Regions from separate parts of the Zea mays genome. Here region 2 is linked to region 1. The links are chromatin contacts, called in public Hi-C maps. All regions are on one chromosome and are shown on one strand. Each heading gives the region's core, a stretch centred on a gene start, on an enhancer-like site or on the middle of the called end of the contact. The rest is flanking DNA. Distances are from core to core; before and after follow the strand shown.

Region 1 (5,722 bases), core at 2,933-5,432:
TACAAGTGGCGTCTCCTGAATGGAGAGGGGCTAATGAGATGAAAATGATGGGTTCCCCTGGGCCTTATATACACGACTGTGGGACACTCCCTATGTATATGGTGATCACATTCTTCTAGTATATCTCCTAACTAGTAGCGAACCGACTTAACCAATCTCCAGGAACAACCCGCCGACTCTACCCCGAACTATCCCGACATTCGAGGGCGCTGGGAAAACAGACGATTTCTTGAGATTGTGCACGATCCGACGGACAATCCGGGCATGAGTCCATTGCCTTCTTGGGTCGGCCCATTCCACTTGTAGTCTTTGCCCGGCCAACGACGAGACGGCCTTGCGGGGTAACTGGTCTGTGGCCCCATGCAAGGATCTTTCGCCTTCTAGTGGACCCGAGGATATCTATCTCCCACAGAGAGATCGTAGGGTGCGTCTTGGCGTTGGCAGGCCACCCAAGACGCCTCTAATCGACGTAGAGTCGAAAAAAGATGAAGATTTGAGGTAGAATGAGGCTAACTAGGGCTAAACTAGAACTACTTCTAATGCATAAGGTAAAAACGAAAAATAGACTTGATTGGATCGATTGTATGAGGTTTAATCGACCGTAGCCCTTCATCTATATAAAGGGGAGGTCTGGATCCGTTACAAGTTGTTTTCCGAGCTAATTTCGTGGTTTTAGATAACAAATCCTGCGAGAAACTCGGAACCCTAACTGATTCTGCGTATGTGGACCGTCCATACAACCACCACGGACCATTCGGACCGCGGACCTTCCGGCCTCAAAGCCGGACCGTCCGCGCGGTCATTTACAGCACTCAACAAATGTATGTTCAACACGTCGAATTGTCCAGCAATTTTTTTCTCTTCTTGATTCTAGATTCATTTCATCTCCTTCGTTTCATTTAGGCCCCGTTTGTTTCCTTTCATTTTAAGGAATTGGAATCTTATTATTGGAATAGACTATTTTTTTAGAATGTGAAATTCCACCACTTTCCAAAGTTATCACATAAGCCTATCTCAAATTCATGGGGTGAGAGATGGAAACTGATTCTATAGATTTACATGCTATTTTTCCGATTTACCACTTATAGCACACTCTTCTCTTGCTTCGTTATAATATTAATGTAATATATAACTATCTCTCTCATATGATTTAAGATAATATACAAATATATTACATATATAAATATATAAACTTAATTAGTTTTGCTTAAATTATAATTATTAAAAAGAAATTCAATTCCAATGAAACAAACGGGGCCTTATTGTTTTCTAATTGCCCATTCATTCATGCCGTTGGTGGCCACGCATGCGGCCCATGACGAGCGAGAATGGAGGAGCCTAGCTCTTGTGCTTGACGAACGCAACCGCAACGACGAACGTGGGCCGAACGCTGCATGCCAATGCGGCTGATCTTGTTCCTATATATATATATATATATATATATATATATATATATTATTTTGAGTGGTTGATTTTTGATCATGCACAAGAGATCCAAATCCTGCGAGCCATGGAGGAGCGCGTCGGGTGCAGCAACGCCGCGACGTCCTGCGACGACTCCGCCACCGGCAGGGCCGGGGCGCCGTCCTCGGCGGCGGCCGCGGCGCAGTGCTCCACTGTTTCCGTGTTCCTCGCCAAGATCAACAGCGCCTCGTCACTGCCACCTGGAGCAGGAGCCTCATCAACCAATCCTTCACCATCTCCATCGACGGCGACGTGCCGGTCACCCACAAGGTGGAGCTGAAGCCTTGGCCGTTCTGGAGCAAGAAGGGCGGCAAGGCGCTCGACGTGGGCGGCGGCGACCACGTCGACATGTTCTGGGACCTGCGCTCGGCCAAGTTCGCGGCGGGCAGCGGCGCGGAGCCCGCCGGTGGCTACTACATCGCTCTGGTGAGCAACGACGAAGTCGTCCTCCTGCTCGGCGACGGCATGAAGGACGCGTGCAAACGGACCAAGTCGCGCGCGTCGCTGGAGGACGCCGTGCTGGTGTGCCGCCGGGAGAGCGTGTTCGGCGGCCGCAGCTTCGCGGCGCGCGCGCGGCTCGTCGCCAAGAGGAGCAAGGAGCACGAGATCGTCATCGACTGCACGCTCGCCGCCGCGGGCTCCAGCAGGTATCCCGAAATGTGGATCACGGTGGACGGCTTCGTGCTGCTGCACGTCAAGAGCCTGCAGTGGAAGTTCCGGGGCAACGAGACGCTGCTCGTCGACCAGGCGCCGGTGCAGGTGATCTGGGACGTTCACGACTGGCTCTTCGCCGGACCAGGTGCGCAGGCAGTCTTTGTCTTCAAGCCTGGTGCGCCGCCGGAGATAAAAGAGGACAGTGGAGGGAATAGCATCGAGGATGACGGGACTGACTTTTGCTTCTTCCTCCAAGCACGGAGGATGGAATGAGGGAGTCACATGCAGGATAGGGTTCAAATTTGAAGGGCAAGGCAATGATGTTGTCCTTGCGCCACTGGTATGTTGATATGAATGACATCGAATGCTTATCCAGCTTTACAAATTTGTAATGAGGAACACTTCAACTGAATCAAAGTTTTTGTTACTGGAAACTAAATCCAACCATACCAGATCTACAACAACAGAACTTTTTTTACACTGCAATGTAACTGACATAGAGAATATATCAGGGTACCTAAGCAACTGCGAAGTGTTCATAACTCATAGAGGATACAACAAGAACATCAGATTCATGGTATTGGCCCTGATGGCAACATCCATTCACTCCACCAAATAAGTTGTGTAGAGCCCAAAGAACTGCTTATTCTAGAACAAGTCATGAATATCATCATAGCAACTAAATCTCTAGTTTCCCTCTCGCCTTGGTTACCAACGTAGATGTAAACTATTTTCTCCATCAGCATAAAGGCACTGCAATGTGCAATTCAAATGCTTGATCATGGCAACAAAAATAGGAAATAAAAGTGTGTTGTGTCGAGATGGTCATCCCTTCGTTCACTCCATGACAGCAACACCGCCAGCTGCCTTTATCTTCCCTATGATTGCTTCTGCTTCGTCCTTTGTGAGCGATTGCTTCAGAATGACTGGGGCCTTCTCCACTAGCTCCTTTGCCTCCTTCAGCCCCAAATCCGTAAAGGTCCTGATCTCCTTGATAATCTTGATCTTTGCAGCAGCATCGAATTTCTCCAACTTGACATCGAAGACTGTCTTCTCAGCTTTCTTTTCCTCAGCCTTTCCGGCACCGACCCCCGCACCACCCTGAGCACCAAAACTGAAACCCTGGCCGGAGATAGCCTGTGGCGGCTCTTGGTTCAGTCTGAATAGAAGGGCTGGAGCAATCTGTTTGATCTCCTCAGGAGGGAGAGCAGCGATGCGGTCAGCTAGATCCACAACTTTCTCTGACGGTAGCGACATAGGCCCGTATGGGTCGTATACATCAGGGTACTTGTACTTCTTAGCACCCGTGTCCTTTGCAGCCTCGGTGCTGTATAGATGAGCCCAAATTACTGAAAGACGATTCACAGAGGATGGTTTTGAAAGACATAGTCGGCGTGCTATTGTACATAGACTCATCCTAATATCAGTTAGATGAGTGTGATGCTCTCCTCCTGAAACATAACAAACTAGTATCAATCAGTACTAAATGAGACTTGATGAAAAACTTTCACAGTCCACTCTGAATGAAGCACGCTGATACAATAAGCATCATAAACATGGATACATGATAGTTTAAATGGGATCGAGTACATAGATTTACAAAGGCAGTAGGTGCCATTCGGGATTAGAGTGGCCATTTTACAAGTTTTTAAGGTATCCCATTTACACAAATAGAAAACATAATAACTTGTGCCAGAAATGTGTCCCTTTCATACGAACCCCCCACCCACTTTTCAGTCTCCCAGTTTCTGTGTTCTGCGTGGGAGCACACCGATATTCAGGAGAGAGCTCAAGGTCACCTATTCAAATGCAGGGGAGGATCCAGTACAGGACATCGGTGGACATATGATGTGCATGCGATAAATCCTTTTTTTGCGAAAAAAACGAAGTTTGTGTGTACAATTATAATACATATGCATGTAACTGCGTCAGATCTGGATACTCATAGCTTAACATTTAGGGTTTGGGGTAGTCCATTTCGCACAGCTATGAAGGTGAAGATACGGGAAGGGAGTACCAGATGAATGCTCGTCGCCGGTGAATGGCCCGACGAAGAGGGCGGCGCCGCCGCCAGGAAGCAACGACCACGAGAGAGCGTGAGGTAAACGGCAGTGGGAGGTGAACGGGAGAGGTAGTTAGACCGGCTCGATCAGCCAGCCCAGTAGGCCCAGCGAGAACCAACGGGCCTACTCCTACTGATAGGAGCACTCATGGGAAAGTATCGGCCTGTTTTCTGCCCTCTTTTTTTGTTTTTTGCTATAAACCGTTTCTCTTTTTCTTGTAATAATATCTTTACGGGTAATTAGTTCGAGTCATTAATGTATGAAAGTATGAGTACGGAATAAACTTCAAACAAACCAAATACTAGGACGGGAGTACTAGAACGGGACACCGGACTAAGTCAATTGTTGGGATCTGCTTTGCCGAAGGTTCTCAACTCGTCTTAGTTCGGTATAAATAAATATGTTTCAGGTATACAGTTAAGAGAAAATGAAGGTGGCCTTCGAATCAAAACGGTGAGTGTCACACCCGGCTTTAAGGGATAAAGCCAGATGCATCTCATACATGCGCCAAGAAGACAACATATATAATAACAGAGTGTGTAGAGATAAATGTCACAATAATCAGAGTATTTATTACATAGCGGAAGACTTATTATAAAATAAAAGAATAAATATAAAACGAACTAAGGATCGTCGGCGCCAATGTCAACTGAGAAACGCCATCTAGATCAGATCATACTCCTCGCCTTGTGGCTCCTCCTGAACCACCTGCTCTTCTCCTGTGGGGGGTTGTCTAAATATCCTCCGAGTGTGTCGATTGGGAGGTAAATCAATTCCACCACCCCGCCTGGTATTGACCATCTGAGTTAGATACATATGGTAAGAGAATAGTAGACAAGGCAGGTATTTACAAATCAGGTTACTTTGGGGGATTTTATTAGCTAAGCAGATTAATATCTTCCCTACCATAGCTAATTCAATACCTTATGGTGGTACATGCTAAGATGTCCATCTATAATAATTCAATCAATCAAAGAAGCAAATCAGGCATTTATCATCAACACAATCAACCAATCATTTTTTTAAATAAAGAAAACAGTTTTAAATTTTGTCTTGGGTTCCCTATCTCTTAAAAGATCATAGTGGTAGGACTCCAAGGTGTGAAATCCATCTTGTCTTAGAATAGAGGAGGTAAGAATGATCAGAGTAGAACAACAAAAGGTGAGACAAGATCAAGATGAGATGAGTATAGAATGAGTCAGAGTAAGGTAAGTAGGAAAGGGTCTGTCCATTTCTATCTAGGTTTCGTCCTATAGTCAACATTTCCTCTGATACCACTTCTGTCACACCCGGCTTTAAGGAACAAAGCCAGGTACATCTCATACATGCGCCAAGAAGACAACATATATAATAACAGAGTGTATAGAGATAAATGTCACAAAACATCAGAGTACTTATTACATAGCGGAAGACTTATTACAAAATAAAAGGATAAACATAAAACGAACTAAGGATCGTCAGCGCCAATGTCAACTGAGAAACGCCACCTAGATCAGATCAAACTCCTCGCCTTGTGGCTCCTCCTGAACCACCTGCTCTTC
Region 2 (5,689 bases), core at 1,030-3,529, 530 kb before region 1:
TTTACAGTTCGGACATTCCTTATTGTAATATGCTAGCCTTTTCCTGAAGAATTTTCCGATGTAATGTTTCAAGGCGAGTAATGTTGATGACTGAAATGATTGCTTATACATACCTTCAATCTCAATCTGTTTAACAAGTTTCCTTCCCTTTATAGTACAATTTCCATCCTTATCATACATTTGTTTACCATCAACTTGACTATTGTGTTTTGGATGAAGCAAGAAGTTCTGTATTCTGTTCATAAAAAGAAGCACATAAGTTGTGTGCTAAAAGGCAAAAATAGTGAAGTAATACTAGATTACTCAGAACATGTACTCATGCATAAGCTGTTGCATACCCAAAGGCACTTCGCAGTACCATGCACTCATCCCGAAGGAAGTCTGGAGCTTCCATGCAGTTTCTTGCCCATGCATTCAGACATAACCTGAAGCATGCATCATATGCAACAAAGGATTGCCATGCATTTTGGACACTGACGAGAGCAAGCAAGCAATAAGAACAGGAGGCAGACAACAACATCTTCAAATGAATAAGGTTAAAGATAAATCAAAACTCACTTAATAGTGAAGCTCGGTATCTGAGCTAATAAGTTATTCTCAACGCCATCTTCATGAACAATTGAGCTGAATTCGCATAATTTCAACAGGCAAAGAGCAAATGTTAGCCAGATTTGCCCCAAAATGTAATAAAAACTATAACTGTGAGCAATCTACAATTTCGATTTACCTCGTATGAAGCTCATGAACATCTTGGGCCAGTATATCTGCTACTGATGATACTCCATTCCTCTCAAGCCCTCCATCCATTTCAGCCCTTTCTGTTTGCAATACCATATGAATGCCAAGGAAAACACCATTTCCAGGACAAGTTAAATCAATGAATTTCTATCACAGTCTCTGATGTCCTTACCAACTGCATGAAACATAACATCCTCCTCGACCCCTGCAATTGGAGGGGCACTAGGAGTCCCCAATACCTGCTCCTCAAAGTAGCGTCCCTGTATATAAAAGGAGAACAGATTTATGAAACTGACTCTGACTTTTGATGTTCTATGGACTATATAGAGTGCTATGTGTTTCCAGGGACAGGTGTCTGGCAGATGTTAAGGTGGTGTTGCCCAAAGCAACAGCCAAGATTAACATGGTGGCAAGAAAAACTCTCAGATTCCGCAAGCTTAGGCAGGCGTGCACGATGCATTCCCATTAGAGATATAGTTTGATTGACATGCCAGGTTGAGAATTGAGTTTAGGACACTATCCCTAGTAGTAAGTACCTGTGAGGGTAAAATTGGTTTTGGTGGGCACCCTCAAATATGCTGATATGCTTAGAGTGTGAGAACTGTTGTTTCATAATTCCCAGAAATAAAGCGGGGGAGACATTTTATCTAAAAAAGTGGTATAACAGAACTAAATATTCGCAGTGTTCGTAGTGGAAACATGAGATATTATCACTGGCGTCTGGCTACAGAAGAGAAGCCGTACCTGCGAGATGGAGTCCACTGGATGTTGTGCCCCGGAACCGGAGCACTTCCCGGCATCGAACGCTCCCGCACCTCGCACTTCCACCCGCAGGAACTCCTTGGACTGCCCCCGCACGATCCCGCCGCCGCCGCCCTTCCTGCTCAGCTGCGACGTGACCTCCTCATCCCACCCTCCGCCGCAGCGGTCCATGGCCCTCCGCATGAGTCTGGAGTCGCTGGAGCACGCCTCGTCGCCGGTCTCGGAGAAGTTGCCGCCGCCGTAGCAGTCCTCGGGCATGCCCCACGATGCGACGCTCTCGTCCTCCCACTCATCGGAGTCCGCGACCGAGAGGAGCACGGAGTGGCGGCCGAGCAGGCCCGAGTGGTGCGTCCCGTTCACCCGCACTTGCGGGAGGCCCTTGGGGGAGAAGAAACCGACGCCTGCGCCGGCCCCGCACGGCCTGGCGTGCAGCGCGGGGCTCCTCGGCGCCGCCGCCACCTGTCCCAGCGGCGGGCGCTCCGACAGCGGGGACCGTGGGGGTGCGGGGGCTGGGGCTGAGGCTGGGGAGTCCATGCCCTGCTTGATCCAGCTGATCGCCGACTCGTCGAGGCCCTCCGTGAACATCATCTTCGCCGGCCGTCTTCTCAGCTACCGTGGTGTAGGGGAGCGGGATTCTGATAGAGGATTGTCGAGTGTGGGTTTCGCTACTGGGGATCGGCGAATTTGAGGGAGGCTGGTTGGGGAGGGGAAGAGGACAGGAGCCGGGTGGGAGGGAGGCGAATGGGGAGCGAGTTGGGACTTGGGATTGGGAGGTAGTGGGCGAAGTGGGGGGATGGCAACGGCTAGTTCCTCGGGCGCGGGTTTGAAGGGATCTACGTTGCACGTTGCCGAGCTGGAAAAGCAAAGCCTGGCCTCGGACGGGCCCATGTTCAGTGTTTATTAAAAGGTAATAAATCTGGTATAATTAAACACATTTGTGCAACTTTGCAGACACAAAGATGAAGGTTGGAAAAAACTTTTAAAAAATATCCATAGAAAGGTGGGATTTTTGAAAAAAATATATAAAAGAGTCTTCTTACCTTCATCCCTGTACCGCGGTTGCACCAGGTGTTTCGTTGCATTGTATATCTCTTCCTAATAAAGTCTATTTTAGGCTTTTACCTCTAAACTATCTTTGTAGTTTAGGTTTTTCTTCTAAACTTTAAAATCTGATGAACTATATTCCTCAATTATTTGTCACAACACTCTAATTTGCATATTTACAATGTTTAAATGAGTTCCAAGAAGATTTTCTTAAAAAACTTTTGATATAAAAATCACCACTTCATACCTTTGGTACCACTAGATACATAGCTTTTGCTATATAAATAAAAAAGCATCGTATAATTTAGAATAAAATAATTTAGAATAAAAGGGCAATAATGTTTTTAAACCATAGAAAATATCTCTAAGTCTCTAATACTTCTAAAGAAAATCCTACAACTACAATGGGACACCTGTTATCACCGGATTTCAGCTGAGCCCGAGACAGGCCGCAACGCAGGATGGGTCGCGAAGAACGGCCCGAAGGAACAGAAGGACGTGCCCCTGCGCGAGAGCACCCCAGGATAAGCATCCACAATTTGTGTGATGATAAGTTAGCTTAAGAGTAGGAAAAGATAGAACTCATCAGTTACACTAGGGTTAGAGAGTCCCTGGGACTATAAATATGTACATGTAAACACTTACTAGGGTAATCGTAAATCTCCACAGGATTATGACCGCAAGCTTTGGCGCATCGCCACCCCTGTTTCAGGGTTCTCCACGGGTAAGTGTCACGTCGCCCTGATCATGCTTTGCGATCAGGGCGGTGTTGTTCTTATTCGTAAAATCTTGGTGCTTTCTCGTACTGGAGCGTTTTTTATGGCGAGATGCACTAGTTATCGTAGTACCTAGAGAAATGCATCGGCAGGATCATTATAATACGTATATTGTCTACCGATTGTGAGTGCTTTGCCGTCGTCACGTGAGGTCCCCGAGCGAGAGAGCGGCACCCCATTGCGTCTCCATGTGGCGGATCCGGTCTGTCACGGCTAGTGTTTGGTTTATGAAAGATCTATCTAATATCCTCCTAGCTAGGCCTTGCATGGTAGTTGGACGTTCCAGTGACTTGATGGGCGGCTGGCATCTGTTCCGGGAGTCGGCTCGTGCCGATTCTTAAGCCTCTGAATGTAACCAGCATTAATGCACCGTCATGACCCCTAGGCCTAATTACGTGTAGGATGTTCCGGTCATGTGGTGAAGCTTTAGCCATAGTAGGTCAGGTCCGCTCCATGCGGACGGAGCGGGGTTTTGAGAGCCATCGACTCCGCGTGCTACCGAGGCATGGATCCGATGCGAGCTCGGGGAGAGCGATCGGCTCTTTACAATCGATATGACCTAGGGAGTTGAACACGGCTTGGATTGATGTTTACTAGTGTCTGTGTATATAGGGAACCTTTTCGGAGCACGTCGACACCCTCCTGATCAGGAATAGGTTAGTGTCACACCCGGATTTAAGGAACAAAACCGAGTGCATCTCATATATGCGCCAGAGAAGACAACACATATAAGAACAGAGTGCATAGAGATAAATGTCATAAATATCATAAATATACTTATTACATAGCGAAAGTCTTACAAAAATAAATGATAAAATAAAGCGAACTAAATATTATTCCCTGGCGCCACAAAGCTGACTGGGAGACGCCACCTAGATCAAGTCGAAAGCCTCAGTGTTAGGCGGCTCCTCTTCGACCACCTGTTCTTCTCCTGTGGGGGTGTGAGACAGCAAGAGTGAGCTCACATACATTCATAGCTCAACAAGTCGTGGGGAATAATGTGCATGAACTCACCAAAGGTGGGAGTTCATGTGAAGTGTAAGGCTGATCAACAAAATAAAGGCTGAAGCTGAGCATTGCTTTTATAAGTTGGTTAAAATTTTATTAGCAGTTACTAAGTATAAGTAAATATCAAACCTTAATAATAATAAAGAAAAGTAATAAATAAATAATCCCAATGCGATGCAAATGACAAATTGAGTTTTAATTCCATAGATTAATCATGTGATAGTCCGAGCTGCTCATGACCGTGAGCACGGCTAGTATACCAGTTTTACACTCTGCAGAGGTTGCACATCTTTACCCACAAGTCATGTTACCCATCTGCCAAGAGATGGCAAATCCATATGAAAGTCGCCTAGAGGGGGGTGAATAGGGCGAATCTGAAATTTATAAACTTAAGCACACCTATAAGTCGGGTTAGCGTTAGAAATATAAACGAGTCCGAGAGAGAGGGCGGAAAACAAATCCCAAGCTAATAAAGAGTATGACACAAGGGTTTGGTTTACCGAGGTTCGGTTTTTGCAAACCTACTCCCCGTTGAGGTGGTCACAAAGACCGGGTCTCTTTCAACCCTTTCCCTCTCTCAAACGGTCATTTAGACCGAGTGAGCTTCTCTTCTCAATCAAATGGAACACAAAGTTCCCGTAAGGCCCACCACACAATTGGTGTCTCTTGCCTCGGTTACAATTGAGTTTGATCACAAGAAAGAATGAGAAAGAAAAAAAAGCAATCTAAGCGCAAGAGCTCAAATGAACACAAGTGTCGCTCTCTCTAGTCACTATTTGATTTGGAGTGATTCCGGACTTGGGGGAGAATTTGATCTCTTTGGTTATGTCTAGAATTGAATGCTATAGCTCTTGTAATGTGTTGAAGGTGGGGAACTTGGATGCCATTGAATGTGGGGTGGTTGGGATATTTATAGCCCCAACCACCAAACTAGCCGTTTGGTGGAGGCTGCTGCCGCATGGCGCCATCGGACACTGTCCGGTGCGCCAGCCATGTCACCTGGCCGTTAGGGTTCGACCGTTGGAGCTCTGACTGGTGGGACCTCTGGGCTGTCCGGTGGTGCACCGGACAGGTCTTGTAGACTGTCCGGTGCGCCAACTGTGTGTGCTCTGACTCTGGCGCGCACTGTAGCGCATTGAATGCGGTTGTAGTCGACCGTTGGCGCGAAGTAGCCGTTGCTCCGCTGGCACACCGGACAGTCCGGTGAATTATAGCGGAGCGGCCTCCCATTTTCCCGAAGGTGGTAAGTTTAGCTTCGAGTTCCCTGTGCACCGGACACTGTCCGGTGGTGCACCGGACAGTCTGGTGTGCCAGACCAGGGTGCCTTTGAGATGTCTTTAGCTCTCTTTATTTGAACCCAT

The links. Hi-C and Micro-C count contacts between places; a contact is called where the count stands out from the background.
Region 2: a contact with region 1 is called in a Hi-C map of leaf, with 6 times the contacts expected there. The contact joins the promoter of LOC103626829 here to the promoter of LOC100216725 in region 1. A contact is called at or near these places in 8 of 25 Hi-C or Micro-C datasets (bundle sheath, ear, leaf and 1 more).

What each region holds. Positions count from the first base shown.
Region 1 is chr5:120,328,047-120,333,768 of Zm-B73-REFERENCE-NAM-5.0, reverse strand. It overlaps LOC100216725 (Ribosomal protein L12/ ATP-dependent Clp protease adaptor protein ClpS family protein), which reads right to left and starts at 4,182. Exons shown (of 1, transcript NM_001143130.1): 1 at 2,692-4,182. The coding sequence starts at 3,534. The coding sequence ends at 2,956. It also overlaps the pseudogene LOC103626825.
Region 2 is chr5:120,851,714-120,857,402 of Zm-B73-REFERENCE-NAM-5.0, reverse strand. It overlaps LOC103626829, which reads right to left and starts at 2,279. Exons shown (of 22, transcript XM_008647179.4): 1 at 1,483-2,279; 2 at 911-998; 3 at 728-818; 4 at 559-624; 5 at 339-473; 6 at 114-235. The coding sequence starts at 2,088.